3 separate regions of the Mus musculus genome follow, and regions 2 and 3 are each linked to region 1. Evidence: chromatin contacts called from public Hi-C and HiChIP or PLAC-seq data. All regions are on one chromosome and are shown on one strand. Each heading gives the region's core, a stretch centred on a gene start, on an enhancer-like site or on the middle of the called end of the contact. The rest is flanking DNA. Distances are from core to core; before and after follow the strand shown. Region 1 holds the start of 4930552P12Rik (RIKEN cDNA 4930552P12 gene). Region 2 overlaps Tcf7l2 (transcription factor 7 like 2, T cell specific, HMG box). Region 3 overlaps Vti1a (vesicle transport through interaction with t-SNAREs 1A).

What was found. A called contact is a pair of places that touch in the nucleus more often than the background predicts. HiChIP or PLAC-seq counts read pairs in DNA pulled down with a chosen protein or histone mark.
Region 2: a contact with region 1 is called in an HNF4G HiChIP or PLAC-seq map of pancreatic cancer cells. The contact joins the enhancer-like site here to the promoter of 4930552P12Rik in region 1. A contact is called at or near these places in 1 of 15 datasets of contacts at CTCF or cohesin (the NIH/3T3 cell line), 1 of 484 Hi-C or Micro-C datasets (uterus) and 4 of 115 datasets of contacts at active chromatin or transcription factors (extraembryonic endoderm stem cells, fibro-adipogenic progenitors, pancreatic cancer cells and 1 more).
Region 3: a contact with region 1 is called in a Hi-C map of liver, with 2.2 times the contacts expected there. The contact joins the enhancer-like site here to the promoter of 4930552P12Rik in region 1. A contact is called at or near these places in 1 of 39 promoter capture datasets (liver), 10 of 484 Hi-C or Micro-C datasets (embryonic fibroblasts, embryonic stem cells, liver and 2 more) and 17 of 115 datasets of contacts at active chromatin or transcription factors (bone marrow-derived macrophages, differentiating embryonic stem cells, embryonic fibroblasts and 9 more).

Annotation. Positions count from the first base shown.
Region 1 is chr19:55,699,859-55,704,277 of GRCm38.p6, reverse strand. It overlaps 4930552P12Rik (RIKEN cDNA 4930552P12 gene), which reads left to right and starts at 2,074. Exons shown (of 4, transcript NR_045318.1): 1 at 2,074-2,150. It overlaps Gm41871 (a long non-coding RNA gene), which reads right to left and starts at 3,135. Exons shown (of 3, transcript XR_877940.2): 1 at 3,066-3,135; 2 at 2,545-2,665; 3 at 1,651-2,393.
Region 2 is chr19:55,866,410-55,870,828 of GRCm38.p6, reverse strand. The region is part of intron 5 of Tcf7l2 (transcription factor 7 like 2, T cell specific, HMG box); the gene reads right to left. Among named protein-coding and RNA genes, the nearest start is that of Gm52391, 70 kb to the left of the region's middle. Within about 2 kb of position 2,053, at least 56 of the 459 cell types and tissues checked have an H3K27ac peak or open chromatin away from gene starts, as enhancers often do. A contact at or near this core is called in extraembryonic endoderm stem cells, pancreatic cancer cells and trophoblast stem cells, where this site is marked.
Region 3 is chr19:55,546,270-55,550,688 of GRCm38.p6, reverse strand. The region is part of intron 7 of Vti1a (vesicle transport through interaction with t-SNAREs 1A); the gene reads right to left. Among named protein-coding and RNA genes, the nearest start is that of Gm41871, 150 kb to the left of the region's middle. Within about 2 kb of position 1,863, at least 47 of the 459 cell types and tissues checked have an H3K27ac peak or open chromatin away from gene starts, as enhancers often do. A contact at or near this core is called in bone marrow-derived macrophages, hepatocytes and liver, where this site is marked.

The sequences.
Region 1 (4,419 bases), core at 825-3,324:
CTCTTCTGTGTCTTTCACCGGGAACAAAGCACAGCCCTGGCCTAGGCCACGGGGACAGCCATTAGCGGGAGAAGGAGGGAAGGCGTGTGGGCCAACCTTTCAGTGTGCAAAGGGTCTTGCTTTGTTTCCTCCTTCTCTCAAAGTAATTTCTTCTTGGCAAAGCTGCAGGGTTGAGATATGACTAGATTATATCCAAATTAGAGAGAGAGAGAGAGAGAGAGAGAGAGAGAGAGAGAGAGAGAGAGAGAGGTGAAATCTGCGGGAAGCAATGAACAATGAACAGATGTGCCGTGGCCCTTTGACCTCCTCACCCTGATGACTCCTCTGTCACTGTCCTCACCCGTTCTCACCTGTGATTGCAGATTGGTACTCTGAGCTCAGGCTGAGGTACTTTGAGGTACTTCCAGGTGGAAGGACTCTCAGAATGAGCCAGGCAACACCACCCTTGTGTTGTTTGAATGAACAGGTGACAGGCCCACAGAGCTCCCCTAGGGACCCTATAAAGCTCTCACCCCGAGTTGATAGAAACGTCCACATGGACACAGAGCTGACCCTCCCACCAGCTTTTAGTCCCAGGTTGGCTGCTTCCAAATAGTGGACTAACACAAGTCCCATGAGTAATGTGAGTTTCAGCTTCCTCAATGTGAACTAATAGGAAACTCTCTACCTTCTGGGTTGAGTGTGGGATGGGGTGGGGTTCCCAGAAGTCAGACTATGGTAGTAGTGGGATTCACAAGCTTTTTGATCACAGTATCCCTGCCACTTGTAAAAATTATGGAGCATACCAAAGATGCCAGAAAATTCTATAAAGTGTGTCTCATTGACTACCAGATATCATAGATCCTATGAAAAAGTCCATTTATATTTAAGGTACAAGTGGAGTCTTTGCATACCATGAGTAAAGTCATGGGTTCAATCCATAGGTGTGTGTGTGTGTGTGTGTGTGTGTGTGTGTGTGTGTGTGTATGGTAGAGAGAGAGAGAGAGAACATTTCTCAATATGAAGTATTGAGAAAAGGGTTAACTCCATAGGCCCCTGGCCATTGGAAACCCAGCATCAGTGCATTCAAAACCATTACATAATTCCCTGTCCGTCCATGCTACCAAAAGCAGTGTATAGTGTCCAGAGAGTCGGCTTTCTTTTTTAAGAAATATTTTAAAAAATTTTATGTACATGTACACTGTGTGTGCACATCTTCATTTGTGTGTACACCCGTGAAGATGCTCTCAGAGGTCGGCACAGGATGTCAGATCTTCTGAAACTTTATACGCAGTTGTGGACCATTCATTGTGGGTGCCAGGAACTGAAACTAGATTGGTACTTCTGACTGTGTCATGGGACTGGTGTTTGGACTTTGCGATCTTGAAGTTGATGGATAAATGCCAGGAAGAGAGGATCTGAGGCAGGAATGCCACCAGAGAGGGCAAGTGGAGGTACCAGTGATCAGGACTGGCCAGACTCCCGTTCACGTTCCTATAGCTGCTTTGCACATTGAATCCTGCTGTTGGAAAGCACATGGGGCCACGTGCAGGAGGGAGGGAAGATAGGTGGCCGGCCACCAGGAGTGGAGGGCTTCTGGGATACTCCAGCGACCTGGACCCAAGAACAAAGACTTTTATCCCCAATTCTTTGTGAGACAACTTTGAAAGGACACCTTTGATTCCAGAGTGGCTGTGTGGGTTGAGTGAACTCTTGCCTCCTTAACAAGAAGGCAAAAAACTGGGTGAAGGAAAGGACACTATTAGCCAGCATGAGTTAACGGGAAGGGTTCTGTCTATTTGCCAAATGTAACCACTTTCTTTGTCTTTGGGAAGTTTTACTGAGTCGGTACACTTAGTGCTGCTTCCAAGAAGGCTTTGAGTTTCTCTTAGTCTTTCCTGATGCTTTGTCCCCTGTATAACCTCGTTGACTGAAGTCTGGGGAAGACAAAAGCTGCTGCACACCTCATTGACTGAAGTCTGGGGAAGACAAACGCTGCTGCACACTTTATTGACTGAAGTCTGGGGAAGACAAAAGCTGCTGCACACCTCATTGTCTAAAGTCTGGGGAAGAGAAAAGCTGTTGCACAGCCTTATTGACTTCGGTCCAGGGAAGAGACCTGGCTCACTGCCTTCTTTCCTCATCCATAGGCTGGCTCCAAGACCTATGTGGTGAGTCAAGGCCATGGGTCTGCCTTTGGGCTTCTTTTGCTTCCACCTGTTCCTCTGGTTTCTTCTTCCTGAACCTCAGGTTGACATCTGTCAGAAAATTTGGTAGCCACCAAAGTCAGGGCCCACCTAGTCTGTCTTAACAACAGCGAACAACTCCATCCTCCTCAGCTGCGGTGTTGTCAACAGCAAAGGGAAGGCTGGACCTGAAGTCTCTGGACGTTAGACGCTGGGTGGAGACGGGAGCTGTGAGCATCGGAGGACATCAGTAAGCAAGCAGCATCCTTCCAAAGACCAAGGGCGAGGGCAGGATGAGATGCTCAAACTAGCACCTCATCTACACGCGGCTGTATCTTTACTGATCTAAGAGGACCGCAACGTCATGAGCAATACTTACTTATTTTAGGCTTTGCAGGCCTTGGGATCGCCACTGAGCAATTCCACTACTGTAGTAGGGAAGGCAGTGCGGACAGTAAGTCAGTCATTCCATGGGGAATGTGCTCCAGTCAAACTCGGGGCTGTATTTCAAAAACGGGGGTCAGAAGAACGTGGCGCACAGGCAGGCATCACGTGCCACCCCACCCCCACAACAAGCACTGTCAGGCAACAGCTCTGTGAAGGCAGTTTGCCTCAGGTCAATAATGAAGTAAACTGCCCAGGGCTGGGAAAGCAACTTGGGCGAGGTTACAAATCAGAATGGAGACCCCAAGTGGACTGAGTTCTAAAACGAATGTTGCAGGTCCTAATTTGTCTCCGTGACTTGATTTGCCATGAATCTGAGAACACACTTAGTTCCGGAACACTTAGCAGAGGGATCTTTGACACCCAGGATGAGATTTGAGGGTCCCACCCTCTTCCTGGGACACCCCAGAGAAGCCAGATGTCATCGGCTGTTGCCACCTACACTCCAGATCTTACCAAGAGGGAGGTGGTCACAGCTCCCACGCTGCCAGGATGACTGGGCAAGAAGCAGGGTTTGGCCAACAGCTTCCTGGCGCCCAGTTAAACTTTTGACTTTCCAAATTAGAGAAGTTGAAAGTTCTTCTGGGTACTTTTTTTTTTTAAGGGAAACATGTTGTATTGTTAATTATTTACCAGAAATGGCTCTCCTCTCTCCTGTCCTAACCAGAGTTATGTTCCCTTCAGTTTTCCGCCTCCCAGTCGTTTAACACTGAATGCAGAACTAACTGTTAGGGGTTTCTCCTCTCAGACTAAGGAAGGGTGCACTTGCCGAAGGACAGGGCTGGTGGAAAGGGCTATGTCCTCTCTCCAGAGTTGCTTTCTCTCAGCTGCCTTGAGTCTGATCTGTGGTTTAGCCACCCAGTTCCTCCCGCTGAGTTCCTCTCTTATCTGAGGTATTTTATGGACTCTCTCCACAGAAGCTGCTTGCGTGGGGGTGGGGAGGGCTCCCGATCCCATTGTCACCGAGGTTAAACATTAAAATGATCAGGTTTCCTCCCCACCCCAACCCTGTCACCTTTAAACCCCCTTTTGGGCACACCTCCCCGGCTGAGGCAGAAGGTGCTAATGGCCTGATTTACACCTGTGTAAAGTCAGGAGCAGCGCTAAGGAGCCTGAGAGTAAAGGCCAGGGAGTTGAGGCCACCAGGGAGACCTACACACAACAACTCCCTGGACAGAGGCATCCAACACAACTCTAATCAACTCTAACCGCAGCAAACACTGCTGTAAGCAGTTTCCGAATAGCAGGGAAGGAGTTAAGAGGCTCTCTCGTTGGAGGCACCTCTCCACGCAGCTCCCAGGGCACAGGGCTTAGCCCAGGATCATGTATAATTGATACCATCAGTCTCATGTATACCCATTCCCCATGCTGATAACGAGGGAACATCCTAGCAGAGGCAAGGGCTCAGCATCCTAGGTTGAGGCCATTCTCCAAGCACTCCTTTCAGAATAGGGGGACTATGGGGTACGCTGCAGGAGCCAGTGGTAGAAGAGGGGCAGCAATGACTTTTCTGGGCAATGACATCCCAGTTGTTTTCCAGTCAGACAGATGGGGGTTGTGTTTCTTTTTCATAATCTCCTGCCATGCTGTGTGACCTTGGGATGGTCGGTTACCTTCCTCCACTAAGTTTCCAGACTCATGTCCTGTTCCCGTAATCGACCCTCATCGCTGTGTATGTGGAGGACGGCAGTGACAGTCCCATCTCTTTTGGGATCTTAGGAAGGTTATGTGAGCTTCTACATGAAGTACAAAGGTTTAATTCAACATATTTTCACTTGGGTGAGAATGTGACTCAGTTTACAGAGCACTT
Region 2 (4,419 bases), core at 804-3,303, 170 kb before region 1:
GGATCCTGGGTGGGGACACCGTTCTGCTTTCATCTAGCTAATGGGACCAGGGAGATCGCCCGAGAGAACCAGGCTTAGGTCAACAAATCTACAGATTGTGCTCCATCTTCACTTAAGATGCCATGCCCAAATTTTGGCATCTACAACATGGCCAAAATAACAGATAATTCAGCCCAGGACGCTCTAAAGATTGTCTCACTCCCCCCTGGTGCCTCTGTGGGTAGTAACTGGGTGTCAGCCTCACCCTCACTACCGCCTTAGCTTGAGTTCTCCTAAGTCCATAAGGTGGTCCAAAGCACTCTGCAGTGCAGGAAAGAACATCGCATAATGAAAAGCAGTAAAGGCCAGGGGAGGTGCACCAGTGTCCAAGAAGCAACAGACAAAGCGGGGGCGGGGGGGAGGGGTTCCCTCCTCTGTGTCCAAGAAGGCCTAGAAATGGGGCAGAGTAGAAACTGACATCCATAGCTCAGCATGAGTTTCTGAACAGGGTGCAGCACACGGAATCAACACTCCTTCCAAATAAAAGCATGGGTGGGAGAAGGCTGCGCAGACAAAGCCCTACAAGCATTAACACTCGAGTGTGATCCCCAGAATCCAATGGCCAGCTGGCCAGCCTTCCCCAGTAGTCCCAGGTTAGTAAGGGAGCAAGTCTTTTAAAGGAAGAAAATGGAAGGAGAGGGGAAGATACCTGAATCTGATTCACCAGAGATTCTTGTCCTGTGAACTCCACATGCACTAGAATACGTGTACATACACAGATACACACACACACACAGGGAACATCTTAAAGACAATACCCACATACCCTGTGTCCATATAAGGTTCTCTAGTAAGAATAGGAAGACACGGTCTGTGTTCTGGTCATGAGCTGGGGAAAATAATAGGAACTTATAGGAAAACTCACAGAGGTAGGCCAAAATAAATAAACAAAACTCACTTTTATTGTAGTTTTATATAACTATGTATAATGATTTGCTAATCCCACATCTCCAAAGAAACTTGGTCTTACAACTTTAAATCAAGTGTACAAAGTGAGTAGGGACGGGGAGGAGACCGTTCCTGGAGGCCCAATCAGGGCAGACCACAGAGAGGAAGTCCAGGGCAACCAGGCTTGAGGACATTTTGCTGTCCTAAAAGGGCAGGACCAAAATGGGGAGGGGGTGTCCCATTCTTCTTGGGTGCAAACAAAACATATATCATAAAGGCCACAAGCCTTTCCCCAGACACCACATCCCTGCCTAGCAGAAGGATGGACAGAAGTGGCTCATCTTTCCTTTAAGGCCTCCATGCTTCTGAAATCACCCTCCCAAAGGACACCCACCTTTCCCAGGGGTTCTCAGGAAAGTGACGTGGAGAAACAACTGTGTCCTGGAGACAGTCACACAACTACAGGTGATTACAATTTTATTCTACTTTCTAGTCAAGGGCGTGTTTCTCTGGGACAAGGAGACTTCTCAACACACACACACACACACACACACACACACACACACACACACACACACCCTAAACAGAGGCCTTCCAGGATCCCAGTGGGCAGAACAAAGAATGAAAAGACACTGGCTGGATGCCTCCAGGGCCCACCTGCCCCAACCCTGTGGAGCAAGTTTACCGCCAAGTCATCTCTTACCAAACCTGGTTCTGACTCTAGCACCAAGGACAGGATTTCCATGTGGGGCCCACACAGCTTGCTTGTCTGAAAGACCAGCACAGTGAGTGAATGGACTAGGCCTGCGAGTATCTCTTGGTTACCCCAAGTTCTTGCTTTTCTTGGGTTTCATTTTTCTTTCTCCAATATCTTCATTTTTTTCCCCCTGTACTTCCTTCTGGGAGTAACTGTCTTTTTAAAAAAAAAAAAACAAAAACAGAAACTTTTTGAGTGCATGCACACACACACACACACACACACACACACACACACACACACACACACACATCTCTCAGAGAAAGTCTTTGCTCTCCTGGGGCAGTGGCCATAAAGGCTAGAAATGGTCATACTCTGTGTACTCAGACAAGCACACACCCAAGGGTGTTTCAACAGAATGGCAAACTTTGGCTGTACAAAGGCCACCTCATTCCTTATTCTCAGCCCAAGTAGAGGTGGCCAGATGGAGACCAGGACAGGGTAACCAAAACTCTAACCGGACTTCATCAAGAGACATGTGGCTTCTACCGCACTACCGAAACACTGAAAACAAATTGTGGGACGGTGGGAGGGGGGGGGTGGGGGTGGGGCCTGGGAATGGCTCGGTCAGTGAAATACTTGGGGCACAAGCATGAGGACTTGAATTCAAATCCTCAACACACATATCAAAGTCCTGCACTGTAGTACACATCTGTAATCCCAGAACTGGGGTGGCAAGGATGGGCAGATTTCCCGATTCTTGATGCCCAGATACTCTGAACAACCACTAAACTTCAGGCTCAGTGAGAGACTCTGAAAAATAAGGCGACAACTAGAAGAGACACCAAGGATGGCTTCTGACCTCTTCAGCACATATAAACCTACACTTTACCAACAGGTATACAGCACTCACGCACCCACACCCACACCCACAACAGCTGTGTTCTTAAAAATGCAAACAGGCTTGAAACGGCCTTTCAGACCCATGGCAGAGGAAGTAGAAGGTCTGAGTGAAGGGCAGAGGCTGACCAAGCTCCTTTTATAGGTTCTTGCTCAACTAGTAGCCAAGACAATAAATGCCTTTCAAATGAGGTTCACAGGACACAGGAGGGAGGAGGTGTGGCAAGTAAGAGCTTTCACTCTGTCACACTGCTGTACCGCCCTCCATACAAAAGAAACTCATTCCAGGGTAGGCATGGTTTCCCCTCCATGTCCAAGTCCAGGATGTCTACTCCTCTGACATCACTAAAGAGACTGATAACAGCAAAGGTTTCAGAACCAGAGATACCACACTAGAAAGTGGTAGAGGAAAGGAGGGGGGTAGCAGGAGAGGGATAGGGGAGGGAGAGAGATTGGTAAATGATGTTAGAGCCTTGTAAAGCCATTTCCCACCCAGGTACTGTTTTTTATTTGAGGGAGGCCCTACAAGGAACAGAGGATTTTAAGGATGATCTGCACTCTCTCTTGATGCAGTCTAGCCCATGAAAAATCAATCTGTCACTGCACAGAATTATAAAAGAGGAAGCAAGCTGTCACCTACAGAAGGGCTTGAGTCTTATCTATTAATGATCTGTGTCAGGAATGGGGAGAAAAATGTGTGGCTAGCATAGAAGGGGAAAACGGAAGCAGGCATTGAGTTCGAGCCAGGCTGTCCTGTGGGGTAGGGTCAGCTGGACCTCCAAGGCTTCACACGAGGCAGAAGAACCAGCCAGCTGCCACAGATGAATTCTTGGCATGAGCATCCCACACAGCAGCCCTTCCTATCTCATAGACCAGCTCACAGGGTCGGAGACTAGTTTCAGAGGCAGCAATAATGTTGACGGTGATATAAGTTTTTCAGTCTAAGGGATGACAGATAACATGGAGCAGAGGGTGTGGTCAGTGGCCACTGAGTATCAGGTGAGTGGAGTGGAGTTTCATCAGAACGTCACCTTGCTGAGGCATGAGAAGTCCCCAGGTGGGACTTGAGAGCCATGTACTCATTTAGCCTAGAAGAATACGGTGAAGGGACTATATGGATGCAGGGGGGCGGGGCGGGGGAGGGTGTTGATGTTTAATTTTTGAATAGAAGGATTCTGAGTTGTACAAGAAAACCACAGCTCATACATTTGGAGGAGCGGGCACATCATAGAATATTCCAGAATCTCCAGTACTTCTAACACACACATCTGCCAAGCGTCCTATTGCAGTGGGATATAGAGAACCTTGTTTGCTTGGCGCAATGGTAAATGACCTCCGCCTCTAGAATGGGCATCTAGGAGCCATTAGAAGTCCTCCCCTTGCATGCACAGAAAACCATTTTACAACTAAGAGCTGCAACAACATGAGCCCACCTATGACTCTAGAGGCACAGCTTCGGAGCTCTGGAAGTTCATACAAGTTCATCCAAATACAAGCTTTGCCTTTGGGGGTGCATTCGACGTTGTTGCTCAGGCTGCTTCTAATTAGGGCTGAGCTACATTTTCATTTAATTTTATCACTATTATTTTTTAGCTAAATGCTTGATAACCTGGAGTTATAACACAGGGATTTATATAAATTAACATACACACACACACACACACACACACACACACACACACAAGCGCGTCTTCCCTTCTAATATATACTGTGAATAAACATTCATTTTTCATATATGGCTGAAATATAAAGAACTAGGGAAATTAAGTAATATCTATATTCGTTTTAAATGACGAACAAGCAAAAATAAGGCTGGCTGTGCTGCCACGCTCTTTAGAAATCAGACACATAAGAAGCCACAGACTTATAGGATGTGGTCTAATAAACCTAAGAAA
Region 3 (4,419 bases), core at 614-3,113, 150 kb after region 1:
CCCTACATATGTAACACAGAAAACACAGACATTTATAATAAAAGGCAAAACCAAACAAGCCTCACTGGCCATTTCAGAGATTGCTGGTTTAACATGTTGTTTTAAAGACTATTAAGTGAACAGAGAGGCACTGGTGCAGAGGACTCAAGAAGTTGATTCATCTGCTCTTTGATAAAGAAGAATAGCAGCCAACAAGTAGAGAAGCCAAGCCTATCATCTTTGTAACCCTTAACCTGTGCAGACATCACCAAGAATGGTTGCTTAAAGCCATTCACTTAGAGGCTGACAGAGGTCGTCACTGTAGACCAGGTCAATGTGTATAATCAAGCCCATGGATTAATCTTGAAATCAATAAGAATGATGCAACCGAATACCAGGTGTCTCCTGGAGTGATAAAACCTGTGCTTCATTAACTCTGTAGTGTGCACTATTCGCTTACAGAGCACAGAGGAGAGAGGAACGTGTTAAAGAGCACTCACCACAGAGACGCCATAGGCCAAACCGACAGTGTGGGAATTTTACAGAGCTTTAGTCCCATTCATCCAACAAGTGACTGCAAAGGAGGAAGAGGAGGGCCCTCACACACTACCAAGCTCTTGGGGAGTGTCAGCTAGATGTGATGGGCATGCATCGCTCAGGTCTTGATCTAAACTGCCTGATGTGGACAATTTTGAAAGAGATTGTGCAATTAATATTAAAGCTGTTAGGTGTGAATGGGGCACTGTGTGTCAGTTCTTAAGCAGTTAAGCCACCTGTGCTGCAGGGCCACACTAAAACAGCTGTAGGTAATGTCCCAGAGAAGCAAAGAAACGAAAGGAAGGAAGGAAGGAAGGAAGGAAGGAAGGAAGGAAGGAAGGAAGGAAGGAAGGACAGAAGGAAGGAAGGACAGAAGGAAGGAAGGAAGGAAGGAAGGAAGGAAGGAAGGAAGGAAGGAAGGAAGGAAGGAAGAGGGGAGGGGAGGGGAGGGGATGGTAAAACAACCCTAACCCTAACCCTAACCCAACACTTGGAGACAAAGAGCAGGACCATGAGGCTGAAAGCCAGTCTGAGGTGCGCAGCCAGATCCTGTCACAAAAACCCAAACGGAGCCAAACTCAATCCTGAATGACCATATCAGGGACACGGGGCATGAGGGGTGGGATCCCTACATGATTTCCTGCCTCCTCACGTACACATTTCTGAAATAAAGATTTACAAGAAGAGAGAGAGAGAGAGAGAGAGAGAGAGAGAGAGAGAGAGAGAGAGAGAGAGAAACAAGGAAAGCAATAGGCAAGTAACGAAACCGCAGCCCTTATTGATCTGGTCAGGAAGTCCATCACACAAGAGAACTCAATGTCACCACCTCCTCTACTTCAGGACAGGTTAGGTATCCAGGGAATGACAGGAGGAAAGGAATGGAAGCTTCCAGAATCTGCCTGCAACAGGCAAGCCTGATCTAACCAATGGGCCACTGTTCTCTTTAACCTTGTCCTCAGAGAAAACCCCAAACGAGGACCAGCAGAACCACCCCTTTTCCCAATCTAGGATGTATGGTTGACAGTATGCGCGGTCAGGATCCTCAGACGGCAGAGGGCCAGTGTCTTTCTGAGCCACACCTCCTTCCTCCGCCCCTAGCTTTTTGCTTTACTATGGCTGTTTAGAACTGTAATCAGCTTGGCCTTTGAGGGAGTTGGGCCACAGCAATGTCATCATACTTGACACACACAAAAAAACGGCTTAGTGGGACGTTTAATATCCTCACGCCAGTTTTTTTCAATTAAGTGACCACAACTAGCAAACAGCTATTACCACAGGGACCGTGTGCGGTGCTGAAACACGCAGGGTTGCAGCAGTGAACCACAAAGGCTCACTCGCTGGGGAAGAGGGCAGGGAGTGTCTCATGAAAGTTCTTACGTCATCACTCAGATCTGTAGTCCTGTCAGCTCCTGCTAGGAACAGTATTCAGGCTTCCACAACCCCAGTCAGAGGCTGTCTCGAGACAAGCTCTGGCTAAAACCAGCTGCGGTATCCATGTGATGGGCACACTGTCCCCAGCTGCTGTGAGCCAGGGCTTCTCGGTTACTGCTGTACTCTCAACGCTTACAGGAGCATCTTCTCACTCCTTCATCAGCCGACAGCTCCACAGAGAGCACGCCTGCCTAACTGTGCTCTTTAGCTTTCACTTAGCTCGGCCCACACATTCAGACCAGGTTTACCTTTTGCACAATTAGTCACTGCTTCCTAATCAATGGCAACCGTGCTTTGGGAGACACGGGTCAAGTCATGGAGCAAGGTGGCCCATCTGACCTTGAGACTGTCCTGGGCATTGAGGAAGTCACCCTGTCACATGAACACACAGTGCATGCCTTCTTAGTTACTAATTAGAAAGCCAGCATAAGATTTCAGTCCAGGCACCCAAGGCAATCTATGGCCCAATCTTACCACAGAACGAAACGCCGGATGCAACTTCAGGTGGCCAAGCTCCGGACTCGGTTGTGGTCCTGCCCCACTCAATGCCATGCATTCAAAGAATTCAGTTCACTATAAACCTTTGAACACCAGGGAAGCAAGCAGCCACTGTTGCTGAGGGCTTAGTTTTCAGTCAGGCAGGATTCCGCTGGTGTCCCATACGGGCCGGACTATGTTTTGGCTTTACCCAGCACTACTCTGGAACAGGATTTCTTCTCTCATCTACTTGCCACTTGATTCTCATTGGCCTGTTTTCCCCATTGCTCCCTCTCCTTTGCCTCCTGGCTTCTCGTAACTGACAACCTACTCTTAACTTCTGCAAGACAAAGCCTTCTAATTTTTAAGACTCTTTTTATGTATGTATGTATGTATGTATGTATGTATGTATGCATGTGCGCCGCATGCATGCTTGGGGGCTGAGGAGGCTAGGAGAGGTGTGGGCGGATTCCCCGAACTGAGGACACACACAGTTGTGAGCTGCCATGTTGTGGGTCCTCTGAGAAGCTGCCAGTGCTCTAACTGTTGAGTCATCTCTTCAGCCACCACCCTCCCCTCACTTCGCAGTGCTGATTATTCACCTGGCTGTGGAGAAGTGTCTTTGCTTTATGTCATCCATCTGTCTGTCTGTCTATGTTGTAATCCATCTGTCTGTCTATGTTTGCTTTTGCTTTCCGTGATTTGGGGTCGTAGATGGTAAATCTTTGCATAGCCCAACAACACTGAGCGGTTCTCCTCTATTTTCTTCTAATGTTTCATGGCTTTGTATATTACTCCTTCTCAGTTGATGATGAAAGACATGGTCTAGTTTTATTCTTCTGCATGTGGATACCCAATTTTCCTCAGAAACATTTGCTAAAGAGACAGTCCTTTTCCCAGTGTATGCTCTTAGAACACTGAGTGAATATTTATTAGCATCTATAGTTTTTGAAGCCTCTGATGATTTTTGCCAATAGCCAGAGCTGAGGGCTACTGGGCTAACCTGACACATGTTTCAGAAAGACTCCATAAGAATAAAAGAAAACCTGGCATTTCTGTAAAAAGACATGGCACCTTGTAGGATTCCCATCAAACTTATGTGAACATGAGACCCTTGTACAAAAACATGTGTTAACATAGATGGAAACTGCTTTTGGATCTCCACGGAGACCAGCAATGAAGGCCGATACCCTTGCTACACTTTCAAGCAGAAAGCCCCACACTGTTAACTGTGCAGGATAAAGACCAAGCCTTTCCTCAACAAGGATAAAGAAGCAGCTACCCCATGTTCTCAGCAGGGACAGATGCCCGATGTCATAATTAAAAGGGATCTGACATGCTACCTAACACACACACACACACAAACACACACACACACACACACACTCTCATCTGCTCACACATGCTCAGTTACGAACATACATGCTCATACATGCTTACTTACACACAACTACACATGTTTATACATGCTCACACTCTCACACACACGCTCATACATGCTCAGTTACAGACATACATGCTCATACATGCTTACTTACACACAAATACACATGTTTATACATGCTCACACTCACACACACATACACACACGCTCACACATGCTCAGTTACAGACATACATGCTCATACATGCTTACTTACACACAAATACACATGTTTATACATGCTCACACATACACGCTCTTACATTCATACACATACTGACACACATATATACTCACTCACAAACACAAATACACATGCTCATATACGCTCACACATGTATACACGCTCTTACATATATACATACACAAACACTCTCTCACACACATATGCTCTCACATATATCCTCACACTGACACACACACACACACTCACACATGAAGCCCTCCACGAGCATCCTCTCAGTGAGCTGTCCAACCACGAGGGACCTCATTCCTTCACAGGACAACACATTTCATTGCTGGGCAGATCCAGTGTCTGTTATGTTGGCCACGAAGCAGCCTCCCTCTAACCT